2 separate regions of the Callithrix jacchus genome follow, and region 2 is linked to region 1. A link is a contact called in public Hi-C data. All regions are on one chromosome and are shown on one strand. Each heading gives the region's core, a stretch centred on a gene start, on an enhancer-like site or on the middle of the called end of the contact. The rest is flanking DNA. Distances are from core to core; before and after follow the strand shown.

Region 1 (7,071 bases), core at 3,208-5,707:
GTGTTTGTTATATTCCACACTGAATTTTTCTGTATGTTTAAAGCATCTATTTTTGTTTGTTTGTTTTTAAAAAGGGGGCTGAAGCAGCACAACATCCAAAGCAAAACAAATACTTAGCTTATTGTTAAATTTCCGATCAACATGTTCCTGCATACGTCACAAAGACAGTTTTAAGTTTGAAAGAATGTTGATCCATTTTAGGTTTAGGGCAAAACTGTAAACTTAGAGTTTTGTTTGTTTGTTTTGTTTTGTTTTGTTTTTTTAAACAGTCTGGAGTGAGGTGCACCATCTCACTGCAGCCTCAAACTCCTGGACTCAAGTGGCACTCCCCGCTTCAGCCTCCTACAGGTCATCCCTCCAAGCCTGGCTAATTGTTTTTTTTTTTAAGTATAGATGAAGTGTCACTATGTTGCTCAGGCTGGTCTCCAATTCCTGGGCTCAAATAATCTTGCAGTCTTGGCTTTCCAAAATGCTGGAATTACAGTAGTGAGCCACCACATATCGCCTGGATGTTAGCAGATTTGAGTTTCAGAATAAACATGGAATTATGATCAAAGTGTAGTCCTCAAACTGTGGTCTAGGAGCTGCTCTTATCTTACACTGTTATCTATGATATGCCTTTGGGAAGAAATGACTTATATTTGGTTTTAAAAAATACCTATCATTATAAAGCTTCTTAGGTGATTTTAAAAAATACCTATCATTTTATTATTGTCATTAAAACACACACCTACCCACCCCTCCATTTTCCTCATTAAATTCTGATGAACTGACTTGATACTAGAGTAGGATGAAAGGAATGGTCACAATTGTCTTATGATTGGGAAAGGCTGTGAACCTAATGGGACTCTTTCCCTGCTTTCTCTCTCCTGCATTCTTTTAATTACACTCTCCTTAGTCCATAAAGTGTAGCAACATGTTAAGCTATGGAGTTAATAAAGCTAGTGACACAATTGAAATAATGTTTCCTATATACATCTACCATCTTGAAAATAATAAAAACAAAACAGCCCCCACCCCAAATGTTAAACAGCAAGAACTACCTGAGACCCCGTTCTAAAAATGTGGCTGATATTCAGCAAATACTAATAGGAAAATGACTTAAGTTTCTCTTAATTCACCTTTCGGCAGAATTATTGCCATGTTTTCCCTGGGTGGGGGGCGGGGGGGGGGAGACAAGTCAATTCTTTAAATCTTGAAACTAAAAATGTATCACTGCTGTAATTCATTTCCAAACATACTACCAGGACAGAGAAAGAAAAAAACTAAGAAGCATTAGTGTAAGTGATGTTAAAGAAAATAGCAAGAGATGGAACTCCTGCCCAGCAATTCAAGAAGCAAAGGAGCTGGTGGGATGGACAGATTGTTCCTTCTGCATTGCTGATGAAAACAGGAAACCGAATTTCTATATATGTTTCTTTTTTACAACTAAGAATAAGGCAGAAGAAGCACAAAGAGGCTGGCTAAAGACAGAAATCATAGTGCTCTCTGAAAATCAACATCAAGAACAAAGAGTCCTACTCAATCCTCTGCAGTAATGCAGTAATTAACTAGAGGAAAGTCCCCATCTTTTCTTTATTTAGGAATATCTTTGTTTCTGTGATGGAGATATCAGTCATTCATCCAATCACCCATCAAAATTTTTTCTTGGCCGGGCGTGGTAGTTCATGCCTGTAATCTGAGCACTTTGGAGGCCAAGGCGGGCAGATCACCTGAGGTCGGGAGTTCAAGACCAGCTTGACCAACATGGTGAAACCCCGTCTTTTTAAAAAGAAATAAAAATTTCAAATTTAAAAAAGAAAAATAGGTAATTTTAAAAATATAAATTAAAAAAATTTTAAATTAAGGCCGAGCTCGGTGGCTCACGCCTGTAATCCAAGCACTTTGGGAGGCCAAGGCAGGTGGATCACGAAGTCAAGAGATCGAGACCATCCCGGTCAACATGGTGAAACCCCGTCTCTACTAAAAATACAAAAAATTAGCTGGGCATGGCAGTGCGTGCCTGTAATCCCAGCTACTCAGGAGACTGAGGCAGGAGAATTGCCTGAACCCAGGAGGCGGAGGTTGTGGTGAGCCAAGATCACGCCATTGCACTCCAGCCTGGGTAACAAGAGTGAAAATCCGTCTAAAAAAAAAAAAAAAAAATTAAATTAAATAAAAAAAATTTTTTTTTCTTTTCCAACACCACTAAACCTGTGGGGGAATATCTTCTTTTTCCACAAGGATTTAATAGTCTAGTGAGGGAGATAAGAAAATCCTCTCAAAAATGAGATATCTGGGCTGGGTATGGTGGCTCATGCCTGTAATCTCAGCACTTCAGGAGGCCGAAACGGGTGGACCATTTGAGGTTAGGAGTTAGAGACCAGCCTGGCCAGTATGGTGAAACCCCGTCTCTACTAAAAATACAAAAATTAGCTGGCGTGGTGGAGCACATTTGTAATCCCAATTACTTGGAAGGCTGTGGCAGGAGGACCGCTTGAACTGGGAAGTGGAGGCTGCAGAGAGCTGAGATTGCGCCACTGCACTCCACCCTGGGCAACAAAGTGAGACCCTGTCCCCTCCGCCCCCCAACCAAAAAAGAAAAAGAGGTGTCGCTAGGCACGGTGGCTCAGGCCTATAGTCCCAGCACTTTGGGAGGCCAAGGTGGGAGAATCGCAACAGCCTGGCCAACATGGTGATATGCCATCTACAAAAAATTACAAAAATTAGCTGGGTATAGTGGTGCATGCCTGCAGTCCCAGCTACTTGGGAGGATGAAGGGGGAGGATCACTTGAACTAGGAAGTTGAGGCTGCAGTGAGCTGTGATTGCGCCACTGCATTTCAGACTCAGCAACAGAGACTCTGTCTCCAAAAAAAAGAAAGAAAAAAATAAAGTGTCTCATTGAGCTCAGTTCTGCCCCTTTCGAGGAGGAAGCCATACCCCTGGAGAGAAGGAAAAGGTAACGAAAACAACAAAAACATCTTACTTGGAAAAAGCGAGCAACTTGGAACTGGATCTCAGTCTGATGACTGGCTCCTCAATTCCTAAGCTGGGTGGGTGGCTTGAATACTGCTATTTAACATCCCTGCATATACTGGGGATAGTAATTCCTATCTACCCAACAGAGCTGAAGCTTAAACGGGAAAGAACATTGTAATATGTGTAAGGTCCGAAGAGGTGAATCAACAGAGAGAATCTGACAGTCAGCTTACGACAGAGGAAACTGTTGGTTTGACCTACAAGGAACACAGAAAGGGATCAGTCTGAGTGGGACCAAAGCTTTGAATCGAAGGCAGAAATGCAGTCGTTTTACGATTTTCTCCTTTTCCCTCAACAGAAGAGCAGTATTTAGACTCTTTCTATTGGTCATTATTGATGCTTCTGCGCGGGGGTGCTGGCAAAAAGAATGACGAATAAAACACCGTATTTAGGGCACCTCTGCTGTGTGACCTTGGGCTCATGTTACGTCTTCGCGCTTCAGTTTTCTCATCGGTAACACGAGGATCAAAATTCCTTTTAAACTATGCGTCCAGTTTTTGTGAAAATCCAACTCGAATGTATGTGAAAACCCCCTGGAAGCGCTAGAGCGCCAGGCAAGTATTAAGTTTGGTAATTTTTTTCTCCCTAAGAACTAGGCGTTCCGAAGAGGAAGACAACGTCTCTGCTTGCTTTGTCACCCTCCTTTCTTTCTGACCTTTATCAACTTTGTAATTTACAATCACAGTAATAGCCAATATCCTACAGCAGTTTCTGGCACCAGATTCTCGGGCCCCACCCATATCCACACCACCAAGCCGCCGCGCCGGCTGAGACAGAAGGAAAACTTAGCCTTTCTCCACCCGCAGGCGGGACCTCGCCGTTAGGCCCCACCACCCGGAGTCCCAGAAGCCAATCCCCAAAACCCTGGAGCACTGCCCCGCCCCTTGGAGAGGGGAAAACAATATGGCGGCCAGAAAGAACGACAGGGGCGAGAGCCAATCACCGCAGAGGCCTAGCCTCATCCGGCTAGTCCCAGAGGCGGGATCACCGGCCAAGATGGACAGCCAGAGCAGCCAATAGAGCGATCGGAGGAGGGCGGGCGACAGGCTCTCACACAGCGGTTAAGGCCCCTACAGCCAAGGGCCCAAGGACTGGCTTGGACTATAACCCTTTTCTTTATCCACTCCAGAGTTCTCCATCCCACTTTTGCTGGCTGGTCGCCTTGCTTGCAGACTATGATGAGGGGAGGAAGAAGGCGGCGGTGGCTGAACCCGCCTGACAGGCCGGGGCCAGTGACAAAGAGCCGGCTGCTCAGGGTGAACCCCGGGAAGCGATCCTTTCGAGGAGAACCCAAGTCCCCCTATAGATAGGAAAGACGCAACTCACGTTGTCTATGACGACAGGCTGGTTGGCGATCACATCGTAGGACTCCATGGCAGAGGAATCTCTCCTTCAGGAGAAGGAACTGCCAGCCGGGTCCGCCGTTAGCGCCACTGACACGCATGCGCAGTCTAGCCGCCGGTTCAGGACGGCGAGGGAGCGGCCGGACCTCGCCTCTGAAGAACTACAATCCCCAGCACGCTTTGCGCCTGGGTAAGCGGTCTCGCTTATTTTGGTGACCGCCTAGTTTAAGACTGGGAGTCGCATTTCCGATGCACAGTACCCTGGGGTTTGTGGTCTCCCTAGATTAAATAGACAGAGACACAGGTTGATGGTCACGTGGCTTGTCTGGATCTGTAGTTACTTCGAAGAAGTTCGCAGTGCATGCTGAGGTATGTAGTCTTCTCGAGTACTTGCCTGTAGTTCGCTTTGGATTGGTCATAATAAATGGATGTTTGGATTTTGCAGATCAGTACTGCCACTCCCCCCAATGTTTCCTTAGACAATGTGAGGTTCTCATGTTTTTATTTGGGTCTATAAGACTCGAATAAACATCTCCTAGCACCTCACACTCAAACAACAAGGAGATGTTACACACGTAGAGGACATATTCCTACAACAAAGGAAAACAATTTGAGTTGCATAAAATTAGCTTTAATGAAAAAACCTGTACATTGTCGTTGCTTTTTGCATTTTCTTTTTTTCTGCATAGGTGTAAACTTTGTAACAGGCTACTTTGATCCGAAGATTGGCAATTGGAACTACTGGTATAGGTAATCTTTTGGTCATTAAAACATTATCTAAGGGTTTCAGGAACTGTTCTAGTGTCTCTTTAATTTTCTTGAGGAGCTAGAATTGACATTGACGGCTGAGAAAATGGAAGTGAAGAGAGGTTATGTGTCACTGCTTTCAAATGAGCCCAGTGCATTTTTTTCTCCGGATTATTTTCTCCCCCTGCCCCCTTCAAATTGCAGGGACCTTTTTGCCAATAGCCCTAGAAAACAGATTTATTACAATCTGTTAAAACTAACGCCCCATAGATGAATGAAACAATCCATTGTCAGATTTATATTTAAATCCTAGTTAGCAGAGCGTCAGCAAAACAGTAACAAACCCTTTGTTGGCGCACTTCTCGGTGCTTTCGTGGGACCCTAGCACCTCAGAGGGATGCCTCAACATCTCTAAATTTGGGTTCCTCCTAACACTAGGGGGAGACCAAGAGCCTTGGAATATTCCCAACACAGGGAGGGAAGGCGGGGTCTATTGTCAACTCACGCCTTCCCCGCTTGTGACTGGCACAGACATTAGCCAATGGGTGCTTGGATAGGGCGCGCCGGCGCCCCGCCTTCCTGAGCGCCCCGCCGCCCCGAGGCACCCTCTGGCAGACTTAGCGGCGGCGACAGCCTGGGCGGACAGTGCGCCGTGCGCAGGCGCGGAGCTAGACCTCGCTGCAGCCCCCATCGCCTCGGGGAGTCTCACCCACCGAGTCCACCCGTTGGCCCGTCAGTGCTCTCCCCTCGTCTGCCCTCCCTAGTTCCTCCAGTGCCTGCCCTACGCGCCCGGATGGCGGAGCTGCGGCCTAGCGGCGCCCCTGGCCCCACCGCGCCCCCGGCCCCTGGCCCGACTGCCCCCCCGGCCTTCGCCTCTCTCTTCCCCCCGGGACTGCACGCCATCTACGGAGAGTGCCGCCGCCTTTACCCTGACCAGCCAAACCCGCTCCAGGTTACCGCTATCGTGAAGTACTGGTATGCCCTGGGCCGCTGGGAGACGGACAGGCGCGGGCTGGGAAGGGTTAAAGCGCTGAGGGCGAAGTAATTTGTGGGAGGCAGGGAGGAGGGGAGGAGGACGGTTAAAGCGCCTGGAAGGAGGGCTTCCTGCTGCGAGGGAAGGAGTTAAGGCTGAAGTTGGGAGTGGGGACAAAGGGGTTAACGGAGCCGTGAGTAGTGAAGGGTTAACCAGGATTAGGAGAATAGTGAGGACTGGGGGTGTTTGTAGGAGCAGAGGGGGGAATGGCTTGAGCGAGGGAACTGTAAACGTGGTGAAAAGAGGGGGCGCCTGTAGGGGGTCATTAGTGGGCGAGGGGAAGCCAAAGGGGGGGCGGCTGAAGTGGGATGCGGGAGGCGAGGCGGGGCCTGGGGAGCATTTGAGAGGGCTTTGGAGGAACGAGGCCGGAGAAGCTCAGAGGGCACGAGACTGCTTAGGATAGGGGCGGCTGGGAGCCCGGGGCTCTCCTGTGGGGTTAGGAGGGCCAAAGATGAGGGCCTGGTGCTTGTGGAGAGATGAGGAAGAGGTCTCCTTTTGATACTTTACCGATGAGCTCAAGACGTCACATCAGGGCAAAGCTTTTGCTTTTGAAGTTTGACGGAGCAACTTTTCCTGATAAACTTTTTGCTTATTCTACACTGTTCTCCTCCCTACACAGCTTCTTCCTAGCTCTGCAGCTGCTTTGCTTTAGGACATTAGGCAGAGAGAAGTATGGTTCGACTTACGATTGAAGGGGACCACAGCTTCCTACCTCCAGTGGGAAATAAATGATGGAGACCCTGGGATCCCAGCAGGGAGGAATTGTGCAGTGGGACATTAAGAGGAGCTTCCTGGCCATGGCCTGCAGTTCTTCTAGGGAGTTGAAAATAACCCTCAAGTAGCTTTAGGGTAGCAATGGTCTTTTGTGGTTTCCCATTCCTGTTTGCAACCTGTTTCTTCCTGCAGCCTTTGGGGAAAACAGGTGTTA
Region 2 (7,071 bases), core at 3,081-5,580, 84 kb after region 1:
GTCAAAGGTCATGGCTCGAAATCTTTCCAGTTTTTTCCCTGTTTCTAGCCTAAATAAATCCCCACCCAGTTTGGGATGTGTTTCTAGACATCAGATAGGGATGCAAAGCTCCAGGGAACTGGCCCATTTGTTTCTTAAACCAGGAGCAATGGTGCCACCTACTGGGCACTTGCTGGTAGCTACCGGCTCTGTGGCCAGTTCTGTTTTCTGGTGACTTGGGTGGGAGTATCTCTACTGTATTCCAGTACACGAGTAATAACACACTGTAGTAGAAAGCACACTGAGTAGGCACGCTATTTCCTGCTAAAAGGCTTGGATATTGTGTTTGGGAAAGCTGCCCAGGGTCACAACTAGTTAGGGATGGAGCCAAATAGAAACAGGGCCCTCCCAACTCCAAAGTTCACCACTATGCCAGGGTTTGCCAAAACCAGCAGGCGAGTTCAGCTGGTAACTGCACAAGAGTGGTAACTGGTAGCATGAATAGTGAAGCCACTTTTCTCTCTTCAGTTCTCTTTTTTTTTTTTTAAAGATGGGAACTTACTATGTTGCCCAGGCTGGTTTCGAACTCCTGGGCTCAAGCAATCCTCTCTCTGGCCCTCCCAAAATGCTAGAATTACAGGCATGAACTGCCATGCCTGCCCTGGTTCGTTTTCTCTCAGTCTTGGTGATTTTGTCTTAGCTCGATATGACTCTTTAAATCTTGAACAGCTCTTTGACTCTTGTTTATTTCAGTTTTTAAACAATGTTAAATGGGCAACAATATCAGCTAGAAATTAATAGCATTTTATTATCATCATATTATCCTGAAGTTATCAAATTGTTTCCCACTTAATGGTAAGCAACACTAATTTTCCATTTATTTTTCTTATTTAGTATAGTGATATGAAGTTATCTTTTCAGAGTAAGTTTGTTTAGGTTAAAAAAAATCAATTTTAAGAGAAAAATACAGGTAGGTAATGGTACAGATGGTACACAGATATGGCAAACATCCTGATGGGTGTTGTGGATGACCCCAAAGTCTGGGAAGTGTTGGGCCTTGCCCATCATCACTGACATCCTGTGAGACCTTGTGCAATCTCAAGCATCCTTTTCTCATTTGTAGAAAAGAACATGCTGATAGGTGATTGTTCAGGTCATGTAGACATATACAGTGCTGTGATGTGTCAGCATTATGGGTCAGGTTTCTCCCAGGCCAGGCTGCTGAGCTTGGGGTGGTAAGAACAAGGAATTTAGAGGCTTGGCCTTGCTTCCCTTACTTTGTCTCTGCCCCAAGATTCCTTCCTTTTGCCTGCTATATCCTGTTTTTTAATAACAGATTTATTGAGATACGATTCACATACCATGTAACTGATAGTTGTGAAACCGTCACCATAAAAAAAAAAAAACCCTATTGGTCACTCCCTATTCCCTCCAAACATCACAGCCTTAGACTACCACTAATCTCTCTGTTTCCATAGATTTGCCTATTCTGGACATTCCATATGGAAGGAATCATATAACATAAGGTCTTTTATGACTGGCTTTTTTCACTTAGCATAATATCTTTAAGGTTCGTGTTGTAGTATATATTAGTATTGATTACTTTTTATTGCCAGATAATACTTGTAATTGCTATCACTTTTTTTTGTTTTTTTGAGACGGAGTTTCACTCTTGTTACCCAGTGTGGAGTGCAATGGCGCGATATCGGCTCACCGCAACCTCCGCCTCCTGGGTTCAGGCAATTCTCCCTCAGCCTCCTGAGTAGCTGGGATTACAGGCACGCACCACCATGCCCAGCTAATTTTTTGCATTTTTAGTAGAGATAAGGTTTCACCATGTTGACCAGTATGGTCTCGATCTCTTGACCTTGTGATCCACCCACTTCGGCCTCCCAAAGTGCTGGGATTACAGGCTTGAGCCACCGCTCCCGGCCCAATTGCTATCATTTTTATTTTAAACATTCGAGTGGGTATGAAGTGGTGGTGTCTCATTGTTCGTTTTTTCTTTTCTTTTGTTTTTTTCAGACAGGGTCTCACTCTGTTACCCAGGCTGGAGTATAATGGTATGACCAGAGCTCAAACAATCCTCCCACCTCAACATCCTGAGTAGCTGGGACTATAGGTGTGGGCCACCACATCCAGCTAATTTTTTTTGTTGTTTGTATTTTTTTGTAGAGATGGGATTTTGCCATGTTTGCCCAGGCTGGTCTCGAACTCCTGGCCTCAAGCAATCCTCCCACCTTGGGAGGCCACCAGATTGGCCTCATTGTGGTTTTGATTTGCATTCTTCTGATGGTCACATTGAAGGCCTTTTTATGTGCTTATTAGCTATTTGTATATCTTTGGTTTTTTTTCCAACCGAGTCTTGCTCTGTCCACAGGCTGGAGTGCAATGGCACAATCTTGGCTCACTGCAACCTCTACCTCCTGGGTTCAAGCAGTTCTCTTACCTCAGCCTACCTAGTAGCTTGGATTACAGGCTCATGCCACCACACCTGGCTAGTTTTTGTATTTTTAGTAGAAATGGGGCTTCACCATGTTGCCCAGGCTGGTCTTGAACTCCTGACCTCAGGTGATCTGCCCGCCTTGGCCTCCCAAAGTGTTGGGATTACAGGCATGAGCCACCACACCTGGCCTTTTATTTCTTTTTTCTTGCCTAATTGTCCCGGCTTCCAACTCTAATGCAGTGTTGAATAGAAGTGGTGAGAGTAGGCATCTCTGTCGTGTTCCTGATCTTAGAGGGAATTAATTCAGTCACTCACCATCAATCAAGGATGATGTTAGTTGTGGGGTTTTTTTGTCAATGCCCTTTATCAAGATGAGGAAATTCCATCTATTTCAAGTCTGAGTATTTTTATCATGAAAAGGATCTTGTCAAATGCTTTTTCTGTGTCTACTGACATAATCATGTAGTGTTTTTTTATAACCTCTATTCTGTTGATATATTACATTGATTTCCTTATGTATAGCTAACCTTGCATTTCTGGAATAAATCCTACTTGGTCATTGTGTATAACCCTTTCTATATGTTGCTGGGTTCCGTTTGCTGGTATTTTGTTGAGGATTTTGTTTTTCTATGCATAAAGTATATTGGCCTATAGGGTTTTTTTCCCCCTTGTCTTACCTTTGCTTTTGATATCATAGTAATACTGTTTTCATACAATGAATTAGAAAGTATTTCTTCTTTTATTTTTTGGAATAGTTTGCGAACAGTTGATATTAATTCTTAAATGTTTAGCAGAATTTACCAGTGGAGTCATCTGGTGGTCCTGGACTGTTAGTATGTGTGTATGTTGTTAGGGGAGTTAATTACTTATTCAGTCCTTTCACCTGTTGCATTGTTTCTTGCTTTTAGAACATGCAGGCTACTTGTAGAAACACACTTACATAAAAGGAGAGGGATTCTGGGAAGAGTGAGCCTAGCAGGAATTTGGAAATAGGAGTTTTCAGTTGGCTCTACCTGGAGCTGTGCTTTCTCCTCTCCCCTGTATTTTCACATCTCAGAGGAAGTAGTCTTCCTTCTTTTGCCTGAATGAACACCACTGAGGTTAGAATCAATAACTTGAGCTGTATCTTGGATGGAAAAGATTTGTGTGTGTGTGTGTGTGTGTGTGTGTTCTGCCTTACCTTAAATATTGATAAAAAGTGAAGGTACCTCAACTGTTGAGATTCCAAGATCATGAATGACAGACCACAGTGAACTCTGGAATAGCCATTTAAAGAATGAGACAGCTCTGTATGTGCTGGTAAGAAGTGAGCTCATGCTTGCTTCAGCAGCACATATACTAAATTTGGAACAATACAAAGATTAGCATGGCCCTTGTGCAGGGATGACATGCAGATTCATGAAGCATTCCATATTTTTTTTAAAAAAGAAGTAATCTCTAAAATATGTAATTAAGTAAAATCTGCAGAATAGTGTGCTTCCATTTGTGTAAGAACAAAACATGGATGGCAGCCTGTGAACACATAGGCTGGTAATGCAGAGCACCTTGGCACCCACAATGTGAGTCAGAGCTGATGGGAGACTTAATAGCCCATGGAGTTGTTTTACCTTGTGGTTATGTGACCTTAAACAAAACGCTTTCTAAAGTAATGGGCATGTGTGACATGCAGTGGTGTGCCTGTGAGTAGGCTGTGCCCTCATGCCAATAGCTACCCCTTGGCAGAATCTGAACATCTCAGAGACATGGCCTGAGGACCCTCACGATTTGTCTCGGTGTGGGAGGCACTATATAGACCTCCATTTACTTGAAGCCTGGTGTTCCTCAGGAATTCCTACGTCTACCTGTAGGAAACTGGTGAGAGACCTCGAAGGCCCTCCAAGGTTGGATGTTTCCTTCTGAGCCCGGTTTCAGCAACACAGAAATCCTGGTCTGTTTTTCCAAGGCAAAGGGCTTTCATTACCCTGTTGCCTCCCTGTGGACTTCTGGCCAGGTGCCCCCACAGAAAAGCACTTTATTCTTTCTTGGCAGATCCAACCATGGCTCCTGCCTCCCACCATGAATCGGGGTGTTGGGGAAGTGAAGCAGATGCCAGAAGTTTTTTGGGCTTCCCAGGCCAAGGGAGCTTCCACACTAATAGCCTGTCCTTTTCCGTTTAAGGCTGACAGAATTGGCAAGCAGGAACAATTTGGGTTTTTGGAAATATCCACAAACTCTTTGCTTCCATCCACCCGGAGTGAATGCTTCTCTTCCTTCACAGAGGCTACCCTAAGAGGCTGGGAATCCTCCCAGCTTGGGCTAGTGAGATCCCAAGCCACATTCCAGGCCTGGATGTGGGACCTCCAACACTGAGGATCCTTGTGTCTCTCCCACAGAGAACACCTTCTGCAGTGGGGACCATGTGTCCTGGCACAGCCCTTTGGATAACAGTGAGTCAAGAATTCAGCACATGCTGCTGACAGAGGACCCACAGATGCAGCCCGTACAGACACCCTTTGGGTTAGTCACCTTCCTCCAGGTAAGGCACAGGTTGGACTTTGGCTCAAGCCTTCCCATGGGAAAGGTCCTGGCAGGACAGGGGTGCTTGAAGAGGGAGAGTGAAGGGAGGAGAGGTTTCCTTTGGCCTCCTCTTGATTTCTGTTTCCTCTGATGGTTTAGCAGGTAGATTTAGATGGTCCGATTTAACCTGCTGAGATGGGAGAAGCGGGGAGGGGAGGAAGCCATTTGGGTGGAATATAATGGCTGTAGCTGAGGGAGTAACGGGGGGTGGGAGGTATTCTGTGAACAGTGAAGACTCAGTCTTTACAGCAGGACTTTACAGCAGGAAGCCAGCTCTGGGTCGTACTTGCTGTTTCTCAGAAGCTGTGGGAACCTGCCCAGCTTTGACCAGTGCTTCTTTTCGGTCACGATGAAGTCTGTGTGAAGGTTCCACTGGTTCCCTTGATATTTACACCAAGGCCTAGCCCCTAAGAAGGAAGGGAGGAGTTTCTCTGCAAGTGCTAGAACCTATTGGTGACGGTTCCAAGACTGATAGGTCTCAAAGTCTCTTGTTTACATTCCCCATGATACCAGACTGGGTAGGAACAGCTCCCTGAACCTCCCCTACTTCCAGAGGCATGGCCTGAGGACCCATCTTGAGTTGCTCAGGCCTTGGTTTTCTCTGCAGCCGAGAGCTAGACTTGGTGTCACTCAGACACAGCAAGGGCAAGGGTCAGGCCTCAGGGCCTGCCTGTGGACCCAGCCATTTCCCAGCCAGGGAGCCACTCCCTCCTAAGGGAACCATCCCATCTTTGATGCACCAGCTCCTGAGCACAGATCCTGTTTGTGATCTCCCAACTAGAGGTGACTCAGAGAACCTGAGTAGCTGACCTTCTTGGGATGGGGGCCAGCCATTAACACACAGTGGCTTTCTATCCTGGGCCTTAGATCGTTGGTGTCTGCACTGAGGAGCTACACTCAGCCCAGCAGTGGAATGGGCAGGGCATCCTGGAGCTGCTGCGGACAGTACCTGTGTGAGTACCCATGCAAGGTGGGAGCCTGGCTCCCTGGGCCTGGGGGTGGGAGTCCATCTGTCACCCTCCATGTGGGGCTCCCTTTTGCATTGTTATTTCAGGCCCTGGTTTTTCATATCAGGGCTTTCTGACAACTCACTCCCTGATAATCCCTTACCACAAACTATTCCCCTGTGTCCTGGGCCTGGGGCAGCAAACAGGTTAGGCTGTAGGCCCAGCCCATCAGCCCCAGACCCTCAGTTACCATCGTATCCCCTTTCCTTGTCCACAGCGCTGGAGGCCCCTGGCTGATAACTGACATGCGGAGGGGAGAGACTATATTTGAGATCGATCCACACCTGCAAGTATGTCTTGAGTGAGGAAAACCTTTCTAGCACCCTGTGCCTAGGCCTCTTCCAAATAACACTGGCTTTCATCCTGGGAAAACGGAGGAGCTTTATGTGTGAGTGAGTAGAAATATGGCATCATTTGGAACTTGTCCCCTGAATTCTGTGGAGCACATAGGGAGCAGAAATTTCAGCCTAGGAAAGTTAGTCCTCAGACATATATGTATTTTTGCATTTTAAAAGGATTATTTTATTGTATATAAAATATATATTGGCTTGAAAAATTAGATTACCAGCAATAAAAGATAAATATAGTGGATATTGCTTGCTTGCCCAGTATTCATTCACCTGCCTCCCAGACTCTCAGGGAGCCACCATGGCCACCACCACTCTGTACCATACAGGAGGGTAGGTGATACTGACTCCATGGCCCACCTGCAAGAGTGAGCACTGATTGGTTAATGATCTCATCCCCCTTTTCGCCACATTTTCTGTCTTGGACAGTCAGATGCAGAGCTCCTACCCTGGAAAGGTTGGAACCCTAGACAGACAGTCTGGCAGCTGCCCATTCCCTGTGGCCTACCTGGAGAGTGTTTCAGTGTCATCTTTGCTGTTTTAGAAGCATTTCTTTAGCATGCAGGTGAATTTTGAAAGCCACAAGAGTGTAACTGCCTTTCTTTTTCTTTTCTTTTCTTTTCTTTTTTTTTTCTGAGATGGAGTTTTACTCTTGTTGCCCAGACTGGAGTGCAGTGGCATGATCTCGGCTCACTGCAGCCTCTGCCCTCTGGGTTCAAGCAATTCTTCTGCCTTA

Evidence for each region. A called contact is a pair of places that touch in the nucleus more often than the background predicts.
Region 2: a contact with region 1 is called in a Hi-C map of skeletal muscle, with 4 times the contacts expected there. The contact joins the enhancer-like site here to the promoter of ACTR1A in region 1. A contact is called at or near these places in 2 of 3 Hi-C or Micro-C datasets (both in skeletal muscle).

What each region holds. Positions count from the first base shown.
Region 1 is chr12:95,492,154-95,499,224 of calJac240_pri, forward strand. It overlaps ACTR1A (actin related protein 1A), which reads right to left and starts at 4,458. Exons shown (of 11, transcript XM_078346396.1): 1 at 4,347-4,458. It overlaps SUFU (SUFU negative regulator of hedgehog signaling), which reads left to right and starts at 4,065. Exons shown (of 12, transcript XM_035268939.3): 1 at 4,065-4,732. The coding sequence starts at 4,725.
Region 2 is chr12:95,576,316-95,583,386 of calJac240_pri, forward strand. SUFU (SUFU negative regulator of hedgehog signaling) reads left to right here. Exons shown (of 12, transcript XM_035268939.3): 4 at 4,798-4,940; 5 at 5,849-5,934; 6 at 6,206-6,278. It also overlaps the pseudogene LOC118146510. Among named protein-coding and RNA genes, the nearest start is that of TRIM8, 52 kb to the right of the region's middle. Within about 2 kb of position 4,331, at least 4 of the 16 cell types and tissues checked have an H3K27ac peak or open chromatin away from gene starts, as enhancers often do. A contact at or near this core is called in skeletal muscle, where this site is marked.